3 separate regions of the Mus musculus genome follow, and all the other regions are linked to region 2. A link is a contact called in public ChIA-PET and HiChIP or PLAC-seq data. All regions are on one chromosome and are shown on one strand. The core of a region is the stretch at or near the end of the contact, and the rest is flanking DNA. Distances in the headings are between cores, read along the strand shown.

Evidence for each region. ChIA-PET counts read pairs in DNA pulled down with a chosen protein or histone mark. HiChIP or PLAC-seq counts read pairs in DNA pulled down with a chosen protein or histone mark.
Region 1: a contact with region 2 is called in an H3K27ac HiChIP or PLAC-seq map of T-cell acute lymphoblastic leukemia, with 4 times the contacts expected there. The contact joins the enhancer-like site here to the promoter of Icos in region 2. A contact is called at or near these places in 2 of 39 promoter capture datasets (embryonic stem cells and liver), 2 of 15 datasets of contacts at CTCF or cohesin (large pre-B cells and pro-B cells), 1 of 484 Hi-C or Micro-C datasets (cerebral cortex) and 1 of 115 datasets of contacts at active chromatin or transcription factors (T-cell acute lymphoblastic leukemia).
Region 3: a contact with region 2 is called in an RNA polymerase II ChIA-PET map of effector CD8 T cells, with 5 read pairs. The contact joins the enhancer-like site here to the promoter of Icos in region 2. A contact is called at or near these places in 1 of 39 promoter capture datasets (the C10 cell line), 4 of 484 Hi-C or Micro-C datasets (embryonic stem cells and pro-B cells), 3 of 115 datasets of contacts at active chromatin or transcription factors (bone marrow-derived macrophages, effector CD8 T cells and fibro-adipogenic progenitors) and 1 of 9 other capture datasets (macrophages).

Annotation. Positions count from the first base shown.
Region 1 is chr1:60,235,066-60,237,765 of GRCm38.p6, forward strand. It overlaps Nbeal1 (neurobeachin like 1), which reads left to right. Exons shown (of 55, transcript NM_173444.2): 13 at 1-496; 14 at 1,306-1,438; 15 at 2,032-2,151. Among named protein-coding and RNA genes, the nearest start is that of Nbeal1, 56 kb to the left of the region's middle. Within about 2 kb of position 1,411, at least 18 of the 459 cell types and tissues checked have an H3K27ac peak or open chromatin away from gene starts, as enhancers often do. A contact at or near this core is called in T-cell acute lymphoblastic leukemia, where this site is marked.
Region 2 is chr1:60,976,558-60,979,257 of GRCm38.p6, forward strand. It overlaps Icos (inducible T cell co-stimulator), which reads left to right and starts at 1,357. Exons shown (of 5, transcript NM_017480.2): 1 at 1,357-1,459. The coding sequence starts at 1,402.
Region 3 is chr1:60,459,578-60,462,277 of GRCm38.p6, forward strand. The region is part of intron 9 of Abi2 (abl-interactor 2); the gene reads left to right. Among named protein-coding and RNA genes, the nearest start is that of Abi2, 51 kb to the left of the region's middle. Within about 2 kb of position 1,259, at least 34 of the 459 cell types and tissues checked have an H3K27ac peak or open chromatin away from gene starts, as enhancers often do. A contact at or near this core is called in bone marrow-derived macrophages, effector CD8 T cells and pro-B cells, where this site is marked.

The DNA of each region.
Region 1 (2,700 bases), core at 161-2,660, 740 kb before region 2:
AGCTAGAATCTCATGACCTGCAAATCTTTGTCTCTGATTGGCTGAAAAAAATTTGTTGCATTAATAAGCAGAGCAGAACTACCTGTGTGAATGCAAACATGGGAATAAAAATCATTGAAGCCCTTGAATCCCATTCTTCCCTACATCGAACTTGTGCTGAGAACTTGATTGCAATCCATGGTTCATTGGGGAGTCAGTCTGTGAGCTCAGAAGAAATCCGTCGGCTTCTGCGACTGCTGAGAGTAGATGAATCAGAGTGTATTCACCCATATACCATTCCTGTGACTCGTGCAGTCCTGACAATGGCACGGAAACTCAGTTTTGAGAGTGCACTGCAGTATTTTAATTTGTCACATAGCATGGCCGGAATTTCTGTGCCTGCTATTCAGAGATGGCCTGGGTCTGCATTTTCCTTCACTGCTTGGTTTTGCTTAGATCAGGATCCGTTGACCCTTGGGAGTGCCAACAAAGGAGGAAAAAGAAAACAATTATATAGGTAATGGTATAAGTTGTGGAATACAGATGAATATTGTCATGTAGTATATGCTATGATTCATGAATAGGAAAAAGTAAGCATCTAGGTTTTAAAATTTATAACAGTTGATGTGAAAATTTTTCATTTTGTGGCTGTATAGTTTAGAGGTGCTTCATTGCTTTCAAAATATTCTGTATTTTAGATATTTTTCTGACTATATACTGAGTGCCTGTAGGAAAAAAATAGAAGTAGTATAAAAGTGGAGAAGAAAGGAGTAGTAAACTCTGCCCCATTGAAGGAGTTATAGATTTTAACATGCTTTATGGTCTTAAAAACTTTTATGTACACTTTCTGAATGTTCAGAAGAATTTAAATATTTGAAAATTTAGTTTTGCTCTAGTTCAGTGGTTCTCAACCTGTGGTTTGCAACCCCTTTAGGGAAATCTATTTGACCAATTCACAGGTTCCTAAGACCATCAGAAAACATGGATTTTCACGTTATGATTCAGAAGTAGCAAAATTACAGTTGTAAAGTAGCAGCAAAAATAATTTTATAGGTGGGGGTCAGCAAGACATGAGGAACTGTATTAAAGGGTTGCTGCATTAGCAAGGTTGGGGACCACTGCTTTAGCTTGATAGTGAATCCCATTTACAGTATTACCTTTTATAATTTATTAACCTTTATGCCCAAAATGGATTTAAAAATGACAAGGTTGGGCTGCTGAATTAAGTAGCAACATTGTTGATAATGATATTTGTGATTGCTTTATGGTTAATAATGATGGGCTTCAAGTTGATCTCGGAGGTTCTGAGAACATGTATTTTGTTAGCTTTTTTACAGGAAGTGGAATGGGTTTTGAAGCTTTCATTACCCACTCAGGTGTGCTGGTTGTGGCAGTGTGCACAAAGAGAGAGTACGCGACAGTTATGCTTCCTGACCACAGCTTCTGTGATTCTCTCTGGGTGAGACTTGAGGATGCCACCTCAGACTCTCGGCTCTGTTTTGTCTTTAAGATGTATAACAGTTGGATGTCTCTTTATGAGGAACTTTGATCAGCTTTGCCAGTTTTCATTTCCACATGAAAATTGTGAAAGTTGTGAAGTTCTCTCTATAAAGATGTTAGTGTATTTACCATTGTCATTAAAGTAACAATAATATTTTTTGCTGAAACTTATATTGTGAATCTTTGAAGATTTCCTAGGCTGGTTTTTGAATTTCAATTCAAAATGAAAAGTGAGATTGTTAAACCAGTTATCTCTGTTGCTTATCTAAAAATCATAAAATGCTTCTCATTGAAAAAGATAATTTTAAGAATATTTAAAGCATTATAAAGTGCAGACAAGACTATAATATTTGTGAGTCTTTTGGCAATGGCTTGGTTTTTTTTTTGTAGTACTTAAAATTGTTACTTGTTTTGGGAATGTCATTGAATCAGTTTTTTAGCTGTCCTTAATATTTTGTTTATATAAGTTATGAAGTAATATTCTTTAAGCATATGTCATTGCAAAGGCACAGTGTGATTTTAGTCCTTTTAATGTATGCTTTTCATTGTCAGCATAACATAACCATCGTTCACATGCCTGGAAAAAGGCCCTTTGGCCAGAGTCTTGTCTATATCTATGACAATGGACAACAAAAGGTTTCTGCCCCTCTCAGATTTCCTGCCATGAATGAGGTGAGTACATGTACCTTACTCTTTATAGGCCTATTGACTGAAAAAAATCCCGAAAATATTTATGAAATATATTCCATTTTTTGCCTAATATTTTGAATTGTGTTGTATGTTAAGATACAGAAAATTGGTATTCATTTCTCTTAGTCTGCCATTAGATAATTTCAGATGTTATGTGGAAAAAAAACAATTCAAGAAAGAAACATATAATGAAAGGTTTGGAGAAGTAGGTTCAGCAAAGCCAAAGACCAAAGTATCATAAAATACAAAACAAAACGCCCAGACTTCTTTAAAGTATATAAAATGGTTAAGAAAATTCTACAATACTGCTGGGCGTGGTGGCGCACGCCTTTAATCCCAGCACTCTGGAGGCAGAGGCAGGTGGATTTCTGAGTTCCAGGCCAGCCTGGTCTACAAAGTGACTTCCAGGACAGCCAGGGCTACACAGAGAAACCCTGTCTCGAAAAAACAAAAAAACAAAAAAAACAAAAAAAGAAAATTCTACAATAGACTTTGCTATCTGTTAAATTTGAACTGGTGATGAAGTTATCT
Region 2 (2,700 bases), core at 107-2,606:
TTAGGCTGACTGACAAGTGAGCTCTGAGGATCCTCCTGTCTGCCCTCCTGTGGTGTTCTGTGGTTACAGGCATGCACAACCACACCCAGGTTTTGCAAGGTTGTTAAGGATTTGAACTCAGGTCCTTATGTTTGACAGCAAGTGCTTTTACCCACTGAGCCATTTCTCATCCTCTTTACCTTTAAATTATATATATCATATATATATATATATATATATATATATATATATATATATATATAATATATATACCACATATATATTATATTATATTATATTATATTATATTATATATAATATTATATATAATTAATTAAGATATATTTCATATAAAATTTAGGTGGCTGTAAATAAATTATTTGCATTATTGCCATTGCTACTGTCTTTTTTCTCTTTCTGCAGAGACAGAGATTTTTATCAGGCATCTTAGCTTTCTTGCTTCATTTGCACCATACATGCAGACAGACTCTCGAGTTTCTACAGATGACTGTAACTTAGAGAAAAGGGGTTAAGTCACTTTAAACCTGACCCTATCATTTATAAAATCATAATCTACAATGAACACCATATAAATATTATTTCTCATATTCCAGGAATATTCCTCTTTCAGATGTTTTAAAATGTCATTTTCTTAAAAACTTTCATTTATTTTCTGTCCTATTTCAAAGGCCTTACATCTCTGGAGTAAATAGCCCTGACAAATGTGTCAAAATATGCCTTATTCATAATTTGTGTTGGATCCTGCAGTCCCCAGTAGCTATTGATATAGAGATCTGAATGAATTGCTTCTGAAAATGATGGGCTTTGTGTTTCTAACCAGAAAGAGGGTCACATTTTCTTCCTGCCTTCATGATCAACAAAAATCTGTGAATTAAGCATCCACCCTACAAACGGTAATGCTTTCCACCCAGCAGTGATATGAATGGTCCATGAAGTCCCTAGAAGCACAAATGACACATAAATAGCTTTGAAAATGAAATCCATCCATCCATCCATCCATCCATCCATACATACATACATACATACATACATGCATCCATTCATCCTTCCATTCTCACATCCATCCATTCACTCATTCATACATGCATGCATCCATCTATCCATTCATCCATTCATCCATCCATCCATCCATCCATCCATTTATTCACACATCCATGTATTCATTCACACATTCATCCATCTAGTCATTCATTTACGCATCTATCCATTCATACATCACCGGGTACTTGCCATGCAGGAGGCGCTGTGATAGCTCTCCAAGTAGAAGTGGATGATAAATGTGACACCACATCAACCTCCACAAACCCACTTCCTCTCCAGAAAACTGAAAACAACTGAGATCACGACTTCACTGACACTTTTGAGCACTGGAGGAGAAGACTGCAACTGCTCCTGGCAGACATGAAGCCGTACTTCTGCCGTGTCTTTGTCTTCTGCTTCCTAATCAGACTTTTAACAGGTGAGTGGCCATCCATAGCTCTTATTGAGTTCTACTTCAAGAGAACATTAAGAAAAATCTGAAGTAGAAAAATTAAGTAAAAATGGAAAATGATTTTATTTTATTTTATTTTATTTTATTTTATTTTGTTTTTAACAAGCACAGACAGTTTCAGAGGCACTGAAGCTCACGGCTCAGGGCGTCATGCCCGGTCAGCGTGGATGTCAGTGCTTCTTTTGATACTGTGTTTTAACATGAAAAAGTACATTTCAACAGACCATTAAAATTTTAAATTACTTGTTCAAAGTTACCTGACAGTGTATAAAGTAGGAGAGTAGCTCACTCTTTTTAGAGAAAGATGAAAGGCAAGATTATTTGTGTCAAAAGAATAGAAATTGAATAGCCCTGGAAATCCTTCTATAGTAGAGAAAAAAGTGGATGACTTCCAAAAGGAAAATTTTGACTTTACTCTTACCTGGTTGGTCCTAAGTCTTAAATGTACAGTCTGCCATAGGGTTGGTGGTTTTTGTTTTGTTTTGTTGCTTTTTATTTTTGATTGTTTTGTTTTTCAAGACAGAGCCATACCAATCCTGGCTTATCTTATAAGGCTTTTAGACACTAGATATGAAGATCACCCCAAATGTAAAAAGGGGGAGAAAATGACTGACAGCATTCACTAGTCCCTCTAGACCTTAAACATTCTGGAATCTTTGACTCTTTTTCGTGGGTGACATTTATCAGACTCTACATGAGAAGTTTAAAGAGGGTCATGTGCAGTGTAAGTAATTACATACAGTCTTTTGCTGCTTCTTATTATATGCACTTACATACTGTTCTTGAAATTGGGATAAGTGAAGTGAAACATTAAGTGGTGGGAAATGCCTTTAATAGGAGAAGCAAAAGCAGAATGCTCAGTGGTATAAGTCCATCTGGAAATGCATTTTTTTCAGTGGTAGAAAGAAGGAGACATTACTTTTCTCTCCAAAAAGAAGTCAAACCTAAAATTGGATTTATTAAACATTTAGTATTGTGCTGTTTCAAAGGCACTCAAATGTTCTTAAGAAGGATGAAGAGCGAAGACCTTGTTGTATTTACCTGGAAGAAGTACTAAGAACAGCTCTGGGCCAGATGTGTTTTCTACTCTGCACGCTAGTTTTACAACCCCCCTGAAAAGCTTAGCAGCATACGTGAAACAAGAAAAACCATGGCAGGGAGATCCACTCATTTACTCATCCACTCATCCGTTCATTCACGCATCACTG
Region 3 (2,700 bases), core at 9-2,508, 520 kb before region 2:
TATAGACAGTAGTGAACTGCTGTGTGGTTACTGGGAATCGAACCTAGGTTCCTCTGGAGCAAGTGCCCTTAACCACTGGATCATGTTTCTAGCCTTTCACTATTGTATTTTTAATAAAAATAATGTAACTCATTCTAAATTCAGAGACATTTTGTGGTTCTAAGGTAAAGGTCTTACCATATAAGGAGTAATTTTTTTTTATTAGATATTTACCTGATTTACATTTCAAATGTTGTCCCCTTTCCTGGTTTCCCCTCCGAAAACCCCCTAACCCTTCCCACCTCCCCCTGCTCACCAGCCCACCCACACCAGCTTCTTGGCCCTGGCCTTCCCCTACACTGGGGCATAGAACCTTCACAGATCCAAGGGCCTCTCCTCTCATTGATGACCGACTAGTCTATCCTCTGCTACATATGCAGCTAGAGCCATGAGTCCCACCATGTGTACTCTGGTTGGTGATTTAGTCTCTGATAACTTTGGGGATCCTGGTTAGTTCATATTGTTGTTTCTCCTGTGGGGCTGCAAACTCCTTCAACTCCTTGGGATAAGGAGTCATCTTGTATACATAATGGGAACATACAATTTATAGGGTTGCTTCCCATTTCTGTTTTTGTCGTTACTGAGAATGGAATTTAAAGCCTTTTGCATACAATGATGTGTTCTAATACTGAGCTGTGCCCAACTTCTACTTCCTGGACTTTTCTGATCACAGGAATGCACAGAACCAGGTAGAACTGAATTCTGGTTAGATGAATTTTAGAAAATTTTCCAAGAGTAGAAAAGCAACTGTTTCAGAGTAATTCTTTTAGGAAGTCTGACATTGGCTTTTCCAAGGCTGCTTTTCGTGGCCATCTTGATGGCCTCACGTTTAGAAAAGAAGTGTATTCATCTGTAAGCATCATCTGAGCTGGGCTATGTTGGTGCAGGCCTTAAATCCCTCTCTGGAGTTCAAGGCCAACCTGGTCTGCAGAGTAAGTTCTAGGACACTCAGGGCTACACAGAGAAACCCTGTCTTGACATTCCTGCCCCAATTAATAAGCCTAATTTGCCCATAAAAAGACTTGTAAAGATTATGTATATACTCCTCCCCCACCCCAAGTACAAAAGTCATTGTTTTACTTGGTAAATTAAACAATAGCTGAAGAGAGAGTTTCTGTTGAGAGGAAGGAAGGAAGTTTGTGTCTGGTAAGAGGAGATGTTTGGTCTTACAGGATGTCTATGCACACTCTGCATCCTTCTTTCTTGTGGTCCTGTGCTGCTGTTTTTCTGCTGTAGCTGCTGTCTAGCTGCTTGTTGAAAGAGGTATTACAGCTGTGTCAGCAGGAGACCCAATCTTCTGAGTCAGGTTCTTACTGCCAGGAAGTGAGATTTCAGGGAAAATCCAACTAAAATTATCTTTTGAAGGAAGGAACCATTTTCGGAGGGTGAGTTGGTTTTCCTCCTATCTAGATTCTCTTCAGAGTGATCTACTGAGCTGTCCTTCTGCTTTGTACTTGTTCTTGCATGTCTGTGTCCACCATCAGCCATGACCACTCTACTGAGAGCTTCTGACTTGTTGATTTTTAATATATCACACCCATGTTTTCTTGTTGTCTTTCATTTTTATGCTGAAGTTACCCTCATTCATTTCATTTAAGAAAATCTCAGCTGTTCGATTTTACCAATGAAGACTCAGGAGCCAGAGGCTGGGGTGAATGGCTGCTAGCTCAGAGAGGCAGAGAAAGAACCCAGCTGAACTTCTTCCTTAGCTAACATTCCAGAAGGAATCCCCTCTCTCAAGGTCTCAAAAACCTCCTTCCAAATCATTGTCCCTCCTTCCTACTTCCTGTGTGTCTCTCTATCCTTCCTCCTGACTCCCTCTTACTCTGTTTTTTTTTCTTAATAATCCTATGTTTACTTCCTGTCAGATGGTTGTTAGCTCTGCCCCCCGCCCCTCTTTTTTTTTTTTTTTTTTTTTTTCGTTTTTCTCTGTGTAGCAGTGGCTGTCCTGGAACTCACTCTGTAGACCAGGCTAGCCTGGAACTCAGAAATTCGCCTGTCTCTGCCTCAAGGTGTGCGCCACCACGCCCAGCTCGCTCTGCCTCTTGACCTTTGGTTGTCTTTATTTAATTCCGTTTACAATAAACAGCTCTTGGATTATAAATGTGTGGGCTAGGGCTGAGCCACTCTATAGCTAAAAACAGGTTATTTCCAGTAAACAATACAATCTTGGGGTTCACAGTGTGATAAACTATCCAGCAGCAGTTATGTCATATCTCTTTACCACCTTGTGCTTTTCAAGTACTTAATTACCAAGGTTAATGAGTTAATAGCTTCTTTACCTTTCCTCCTGCAGGTTAAAAAACTCTGTGTCCCTTTGTCCTTTTGCTGTTCTTTCTATGCTAACTAAATTGTTTTCTGTACTGGTTTGCCTACAGTGTTACTAAGTTCTTTTTGTTTCTAGAATCTGCCTTGATTTAACTGTGTTGCCAGGCTTAGATTAGGCTTTTGAAGAAAAGTCTTTTCTACCACTATGTGAAATAGGGTTGCATTATCTGTTTTTCAAATCATATTTGTGGATTAGATTCAAAGGATCTTGTCATCTAAACAGAAAATGTAACATCAAGAATTTGAGGCAGAGTGACTTAAAAAAAATCAGTCTCTTTGTTGATAGTGCAGGAATTGCCTCACAAACCACACGAACACCCATCTCAGTCAGTC